Linked DNA regions of Sus scrofa: region 2 is linked to region 1. The links are chromatin contacts, called in public Hi-C maps. All regions are on one chromosome and are shown on one strand. Each heading gives the region's core, a stretch centred on a gene start, on an enhancer-like site or on the middle of the called end of the contact. The rest is flanking DNA. Distances are from core to core; before and after follow the strand shown.

Evidence for each region. A called contact is a pair of places that touch in the nucleus more often than the background predicts.
Region 2: a contact with region 1 is called in a Hi-C map of liver, with 6 times the contacts expected there. The contact joins the promoter of COG1 here to the promoter of FAM104A in region 1. A contact is called at or near these places in 1 of 5 promoter capture datasets (liver), 12 of 47 Hi-C or Micro-C datasets (alveolar macrophages, blood, brain and 5 more) and 2 of 2 datasets of contacts at active chromatin or transcription factors (alveolar macrophages and skeletal muscle).

The regions. Positions count from the first base shown.
Region 1 is chr12:7,726,184-7,730,167 of Sscrofa11.1, reverse strand. FAM104A (protein FAM104A) reads right to left here and starts at 2,432. Exons shown (of 3, transcript XM_003131246.4): 1 at 2,122-2,432. The coding sequence starts at 2,342. C12H17orf80 reads left to right here and starts at 2,497. Exons shown (of 8, transcript XR_001299773.2): 1 at 2,497-2,756; 2 at 3,343-3,452; 3 at 3,873-3,968.
Region 2 is chr12:7,759,137-7,763,416 of Sscrofa11.1, reverse strand. It overlaps COG1 (conserved oligomeric Golgi complex subunit 1), which reads left to right and starts at 2,878. Exons shown (of 14, transcript XM_003131245.4): 1 at 2,878-3,261. The coding sequence starts at 2,947. It overlaps SLC39A11 (zinc transporter ZIP11), which reads right to left and starts at 3,685. Exons shown (of 10, transcript XM_021066702.1): 1 at 3,340-3,685.

The sequences.
Region 1 (3,984 bases), core at 1,183-3,682:
TGGCAACGCTGGATCCTTAACCCACCGAGTGAGGCAAGGGATCAAACCCACATCCTTGCTGAGACAAGATCAGTTTCTTAGTCTGCTGAGCCACAAGGGGAACTCCAAAGATTAAAGTAAGGGCCTCATCCCACACACCCACCCCTCTTTGAAAAATCACGTTTTAGACCAACCCTTCATCTTTTTTCTTTTTTTTTTTTTTTGGTCTTTTTGCCTTTTCTAGGGCCACTTCCTGCGGCATATGAAGGTTCCCAGGCTAGGGGTCTAATCGGAGCTCTAGCCACCAGCCTACACCACAGCCACAGCCACTCGGGATCGGAGCAGCGTCTGCAACCTACACCACAGCTCACGGTAACGCCGGATCGTTAACCCACTGAGCAAGGCCAGGGACCGAACCCGAAACCTCAGGGTTCCTAGTCAGATTCGTTAATCACTGTGCCACGACGGGAACTCCAACCCTTCATCTTAAAATTGAGTTAACAGATCCAGAGACCTGAACTGACTTGGAGATGCTAAGACAGCCAGAACTGGCAGAGCTGGTCCAACATACTGCACAATACACGGGTGCAGAGAAACCCCTGCCAAGTCAAATGACTTCTTTTATAGTAAAGAAGTCACCGTGTAAAGATTGTGTGAACTTTAAAAAGAATCTGCTATTAGTATAAACACATTCAGATTATTTGTGTACAGTACCAGCTAAAAGGAATATTTTTCTGAGAAATATTTGGACTTCTTCACATATGTGAGACATCCCAAGGGACTATCAGACATACATACTGGGTTTGGCAAGGGGAAAAAAATGGCAGTTAGATCATGCTTACTGTACCTAAGGCTCTTGTGACTAATTCCAGTAGCATGTTGGTAAACTGGGCTCCTAATTTCATATTTAGTCCACTCTTATTTTACCTACAAGTAGAGGCTTTATGCTCCCGCTCACCACATGACCCAAATCAATATGCAGAAGTTTGGAGAACCCTAGATTTTCACTACCAGAATCTTAATCCCATGAATTTACTATGCTCCAGACCAGGGTCCTTGGAAAGACTGTCAATTACAATCAAAGTCAATGGGATCAGAGAACAATAAGAAAAGATCCAGGGTCCTCTACCAAGGCAGTCTTATCTCATTCACTCAAGCCTCGCTGAGACTATTACGGAATACAAGAAAGAGCAGTGAACCTGGACAAAACCAGGTAAATTTACTGAGCGCTCTAAATATGTTTCCTCATCAGAAAAAATTAAAGATTGGACTTGGTGATCTATAGTTTTTATTTCAAACTTCACGATGACGGATTTTTCTGATTTAATTAAAGCTGATCGTTTTCATTCTGAGATCCAACGCCAACTCTCTCCTCCCCACCTCCAGAAAAAAAAAGGAAAAGAAATCACAGCTGGGCCCAGACTCTCCTCAGTACGTGTCAGGCAATCAAAACACCCCCTAGGCTAAGACTCAGGTTCAGGCTCGGAGAAGTAGTGGTGCGTTATGAAATAATCCCACCTCCCGCCTTCTGAGTAAAAAAAAAACGGCTCCGCATCCAAACAGTTTAGAATCCTGACAGTTCTTAATGGTACAGCCGAGAGAATCCACAAGCCACTTTGGTTATCCGCCTTTCTGTGTTCAAAACCGTCCAGGGCACCAGTTCTTCGATCTAACCTAATCCTTCCCTGCTGCAGGGTTAAACCCAATCCTTCTTTCTGACCTTGGGGAGACGGCAGTTCCCCGCCCCGTCCCCTCACAGACGCCCTAAAGGCTCCCTCTCGAAGATCAGACGTTCCTCCCATCCCCCCACCCGCCTAAATTTAGGACAGGGAAGCTTTAAGGCTCTCTCCTCCAGGACCTACAAGACTTCATTCCAAATAGGGAAAGACAGGAAGAAATAAGATGGGATCGGGAGGAAACCTGGGGCCTGGGGACTCACTCCTTTAGCACCTTCAGGGACCAGGTACCTGATCACCCGCACATCCCTCTCCCCTCCTCCCCGAACTGCAGCCCACCCAGAGGGAGACCCGCAGGGCCCACGCTTGCTCGGACCCCCTACTTCGCGCGCCCGCTCGGATCCATCCCCCAAGACACAGCATCGGGCGAGAGGCTGGAAAGAAAGCGGGTCCCCTGCGGTCTTACCTGGGGCGGAGACGCTCGCTCATGGCAGCCGGTGGAGGCGAGCGACGCGGCGCCGCGCCACGAGAAGAGGGAACTGAGGGTGTTGTGTTTCGGCGGCCGCCACGCCCACCCCCTCGGGCCTTAGCTCTCGCCGCGGCTCTGGTGGATGCTGCCGGCGGTGAGTACCCCTCGGTGGGACCCGTACCACCGCTACTTCCGGCGTCTGCTCCGCGCCCCCCCATGTCGCAGCCGCCGTGGTACCGCCCTCCTGCGGCTGCGCAGAGGCGCGAGCCCGACCGCGCCGACCGGTAACCCCGCCCACCGGAAAAGGCGGTCTCGTAGGGGGCGGGCCGACAAGAGCTTCTGGGAGAGAAGACCTCATTAGAGGTGGCCTGAGCTTTCGCCTGTTTTCGGCCGAGGAGGGACAGACTCAAAGTCAAGCCAGTTTCAAATTAAATTAAACTATATCATAATAATATGATACAAGTATTCGAGTTAAATTTCTGTGAGATAACAATTAAGAAAAATAGTTGAGAAGCATCAGGCAGCGGTGCGGGCGGCCTGCCCCGGGTCCCAGGACTGGGAGTTGGGAAGGGGCTCGTGGGCTGCGCCGGGGCCTTGGCGCGGGGGCCTTCTGGTCTCGTTGAGCTTGCGAGGTGAGGCGCTGTACGGGGGAGGAGAGGCGGCCCAGGGTATTTCCCATGGCCCCCGCCGCAGGTCTGGGGGCTACTTTTGTGGATAGAAGTCGGTCGGGTGGCTGACAGGGCGGGGGGCTTTCGGGAGCCGAAGGTTCAGCCCCACTTGGCGTCCCAGCGGCTCCGGCGCCTCTGGCTGGGGGCCTTCGGGAAGGCCGGCTCCGGCCGGGAGGTGCCCGGCGGTCCCGCCCACTCTTCTAGAAGTAGCAGAACCGCTTTCCTGAAAAAGGGAGCGGGCAGAAGGGCGCGCAGGTAGGGCGGCTGGGGGCGGAAAAGTCCTCTGGAGAGCTTAGGTGGTGAGGGCGAAGATGAGCATAATTGAAAGATCCGCCCTGCGTCCGGGAGGCTGCTGAAGTTTTTATTCTCTGCTTTCTGGAACCCCGAGGTAGAACTCCCCTTCTGAGAACTCACTGATTTTTTTTTATTATTATTATCATAGTTGATTTACAGTGTTCTGTCAAATTTTGCTGTATAGAGGACTCATTTACTTGGTCACAGTTATTCCTTGTGTGTGCTGTCGAGTTACTTCCCTGATTGTGTCTTCCAGAGGCTGGCATTAAAAATTGAGGTTCGTTCTTCCCAACTCAAGAATGGTGACGGTGAGGCCTGCAGATCCAGGAGAAACAGCAAAATTAGCGTCTTTCTAGAAAAGTGTTGGTAAGAAACCAGTTAATGTAATAGGAACCACCTTTGTATCCTGTTACAGGTTAATCACTAAAGGGATGTTGCAGGTAGACTTAAATTATGCATAATGGCCCCTCTCGGACCTCTGCCTCCCAGGTAGTCAGCATTAATCCAAAATACCTTTGCTTAGCTCCCAGGAAATATCCTGACCAGGCCCACCTGTGTGATGGCCGGAAGGAAGAATTTAGCACATTCCCTCTGGAGGCTGAAACCTAGAAATGTTTGGCTTGTCTCCCTCCCTTTTTACTATAAAAGAAGCTTGAATTCTTAACTCAGGCAAGCTGGTTCTTTGGGACACTGGTCCACCATCTTCTCAGTCGGCCAACTTTCTGCGTGTTGTTGCACTTCTTTACCCCGAAAGCTCACCCCTCAATTTACTGGCCTGTCTTGCAGTGAGCAGAACCAAGTTGGGCTCAGTACCACATTTTGGCACAGCCAGCCAGGAACCTGCTGCTCATGGCCAGCCAGCCTGGTTTGGGGAATTTTCGGGTAAGGTTCTAGCTGC
Region 2 (4,280 bases), core at 1,629-4,128, 33 kb before region 1:
GGTGATCTAAACATAAACTCTTGAATATAAACCCTGGATGTTTAGAATTCCGAGTCCCCTTTGTGGCTCATCGGGTTAAGAACCCAACATAGTGTCCATGAGCAGGCAGGTTGGATCCCTGGCCTCACTCAGTGGGGTAAGGATCCGATGTGGCCGCAAGCTGTGGTGTAGGTCAAAGATGTGGCTTGGAGCCTGCGTTGCTGTGGCTATGGTGTAGGCTGGCAGCTGCAGCTCTGATTAGAACCCTAGCCTGGCCACTTCCATATGCCACAGGTGCAACCATAAAAAAGAAAAAAAAATTCTACCCCTAAAGATTTAAGGCGAAAGAAAGAAAATCTGACATCAAGTTGCCCCATCTCTTTCTCTCTCTCACACACACACACACATAAACAACCTTAAACCAAAACGATGTCAATAAAACTAGGAGATGCTTCTTACTTGTGTGCCTCCTTGAGAAAAAGACTTTGTCATCTTTGCCCCTCTGTTCCCAGCACAGTGCCTGGTCCAGCTGCTGAACCTGAGCTCTTTGCCCACATCCTGGTTTTGTTAGGGCAACAAAAGCAGAAGAAGGCAGAAGAGGAAGGCGGAGTGGGAAAGAAGGGGTGGAGAGTAAAGAGTCCAAGGTAGTTCCTCCAGCCCCCGGAGCTCTCCCGGTTCCCCAGGCAAGAAGACTGGGTTTCGCAGCAGCCTCTGCTAAGCGCCTGGATCTGCTGGCAGAAGAGCAACAGTGGCATCTTCAGGGCAGTGGGACAAACTTGGCTGTGGAAGCAGAGAGAAAGCCCTGCCTTCAGAACATGCTTGGAGGAGACATTAGCCGGTGAGCTTGCCTTTTCTCTACCTGAAATGACAGGTGTGGGCACAAGTGCGGGCCACCTTAAGAAAACCCTGAGGCCCCCCTACCCTAATGGATTATTAATATTCTTCTCTCTTGCTGATTGAGAGATGCCAGCCAAACTCCCACAGAGCTGGAAACTCAGGGAGTGTTGGTCAGTGAGGGCCTCTAGGGCAAGCAACCGACAGTGTCTTGATGTTCAAAAAAGTGACATTTATCAATAAGATATTGGACAGCTCAGAGAATCTCTGGAAAAGGTGGGGAACCAGGCTCAGGGAACAGACAGAAACAAAGGGACGCTAACCTTCAGAACTCAGTCAAAACATGCCTCAGGGCGATTCTGGTGAGGACCGCCTTGTGTTTGCCCAAAGCTGTCACCAGCACCACTGCCAGCACTGGCAGCTGAGCACTGCAGCTGGATTCAATGTCCCTGCTGTCTGTCGAGAGTGGATGTTTGCAGGTGGATGTGGCACCACCAGAATGATGCCTCCACTGCCCCTACTCCTTGTGTCCGACTGGCTGATCCAGCTTAGCAGTAAGGGGAACCGATCTTGCCATACAGCAATGACTTTCTCAAACATGGGAAAGACATTCTGCAGACGGATAAGTGTCCCTACAGAATGGGACTGCAGACTTGCCACCAAGGAGTGCTTTGAGTTTGTAGGAAGTTATGTGACAGAGCAGAAAAGGAATTCAAAATTCTAGGCCTAAGGGCTGATTTTGTCTCATACTAACTATGCGACTTGGGCAGGAATAAATAAGCTTCTCTAGGTTTTCGTCACACATAGAATAACTATTCCTACCTACTTTGCAGCCTGAAGCGTACATCAGATAATTTTGTGGACAGGCTTTGAAATTTACACACACGAGTAAATCTGTCTGTCTCTCTGGGTCCCAGGTTACCCAGCAGCAAAATTCAATCCGTAGACTGAAGGGCTAGTGGGAGGTAAACTAGAATATTAAAGATTGGAATTCTTTGATGTCTGGGACCTGCCTCAAAATAATGGAGGTGGTGGGAGGGAGAGGAAGTGGGTAAGGATGCAGGAGACTGACCATGAGGTAGTGAGTGTAAAACCCAGCTGATGGACCCATTATACCATTCGCTCTGCATTAGGGTGAAATCTTCAATAATACAATTTTTTTTTTTTTTAATGAGGCATCTTGGAAATACTTAGATGAAACAGGCCACACTCTCCAGGTTTCATTCTTACCAAGTCTGTGTTAGGCATCCTCCCCACCCCAAGATATTGTTTTCCTTAGTATTTTGGTCCTTTCCTCAGCTGCCCACTACCCTTCTACCCGGACCGGTGCTGATTAATGTAAGGTTACACAAGGGAAAACATCTTTGGTATAACACTGGTTGAAAGAAAAAACGGCACCCCCAAATAATTAACCAACAACCAAAGAACACCAGAAGCAAGGGAGCGAGCACACACAGCGCCGGTAAGGAGCAGCCTGTCCCTGTGCTCGGGCCTGGTCCAGAGCAACTGGGAAGTTATCTTCAACGAACAAAAATGAACTCACACTTCTCTTTTCCTGCCACTGCATTTGCTTGATGACCACAGAATATAATGAATAACAAGGATGCCGCACAAGGCAGTGAAGGGTTCAAGCTGCTGCCCCAGCTTTGATCCAGCACCTACTATCAGCTATGTGTGCCCACTTGGCTCCCAGCTGGCCAGGACACAGGGGCGGCCGAGGGATTCCAAGGGGAGAGGGACAGGCCGAGGGTGCAATCCCATCATCGTAAAGACCCCTGCCCGGGGACCGCGACGGACCAGTAAGGCACAGGAGCATCACGAGGAGGCGGTACACCGCGGACGCTGGATGATAATTAACTCCGAAGTGGAGATGCTCCACCTGCCCTGGGAGGGGCTTGAGATTCGCGAGGGGTTGGACCAGCAGACATACCGCCAGCCACAGTGATCTTACAACCACACAGTCTCTCTTTAAAAAAATGCCGCCCATCGCCAGGCCCGCCCCTCGGCCATCCGGATACGCCCCAAACAACTATGGCCGCAGCGGGGCGGAAGCACTTCCGCCCCCGACCAAGATGGCCGCAGGGGCGGGACGGCTGAGCGGAAGTGCCCCGTTGGGCGGCTGACCGGTCCGTCATGGCGGCCGCGGCCGCTTCCCCTGCTCTGAAGCGGCTGGATCTGCGCGACCCCGCGGCGCTTTTCGAGACCCATGGAGCGGAGGAGATCCGCGGGCTGGAGCGCCAGGTTCGGGCCGAGATTGAGCACAAGAAGGAGGAGCTGCGGCAGATGGTGGGGGAGCGGTACCGTGACCTGATTGAGGCGGCCGACACCATCGGCCAGATGCGCCGCTGCGCCGAGGGGCTGGTGGACGCCGTGAAGGCCACCGACCAGTACTGCGCCCGCCTCCGCCAGGCCGGCTCGGCCGCGCCCCGGCCGCCGCGGGACCCGCAGGTCAGCCCCGGGCCCCCGCCCCCAGCCCGGCCGCTCCTGCTCACGTGGGCCGGCCCGCGTCCCCCGGCGGGGCCTCACCTGCCGTAGGAAGAGCCTCCGCCGCTCTCTGCGCTCCCTCCTCGGGGGACGACGGCCGCTGTCCCTTCCTTGCGGCTGCCCGGTTCTCCAAAATCCCTCGGCCGTTTCTTCAGGCGCCTTCCCGGGCTTCCGGGCCTTGCGTTCCGCACCTCACTGGTGGGGTCACTGAGTTTTTCCTGCCAGCTTTGCATGGAAACGCCAGGGGTCTCTCGCTAGACAGTTCGACTCGTTCCTTATATCGCATTTCCCAACATTATAACTAGAACAGAGTTCTCCCCTAGGCTGACGCCTTCCCCCCAGGCCGTTCCTTCCTCCTCCCAGTCTCCCCCTCCCGCCCCCACCGCGCCCCCACCCCGATCCCGCTCCCGGGAATAACCTCCATAGCCCTTTCCACCTGTTGTTGGAAGATAGTACCCAACTATCAAGCTCTCTTTTTTTTTTTTTTTTTTTTTATGGCAAACTCTCATCTTTTCAAGAGAGGAACGTTTTCATTTTAAGAAACTAAGTTTATTTTAATTCGTGTTTTTCCTCCAAACACTAATGATTAGACCCACTGTCCAAGGACGCTAATCCTAATAATGCCTTTTGTGTTGCTGAAGAATGTTGACTTAGGGGTGGCAAAGGGAAAGGGCGCAGAGGGTGAGAAAGGTAAGGAAGGAATTTGTTCTGAAGCCATACAGCCATGTGGAAGGAAAAAAATTGCAGAGTGCAACTTAGCTCCAGTTTGGAACTTTTTAATACAGCCTGGGTTTTAGAAGAATCCAGATCATTAAGCCGGGCTAACGCGATAGAACCAGAGGAAACTAGAAATTCTTTGCTAATTTTTGAAATGAGAGATTTTATCCCTCCCTAGACTGTGCATTTAGTGCATTAGGTTCCCAGCCTTTGCTATAACTCAGGCATGCTTAAGGGTTTTATTAAAAAATTAATTTGTACTATGC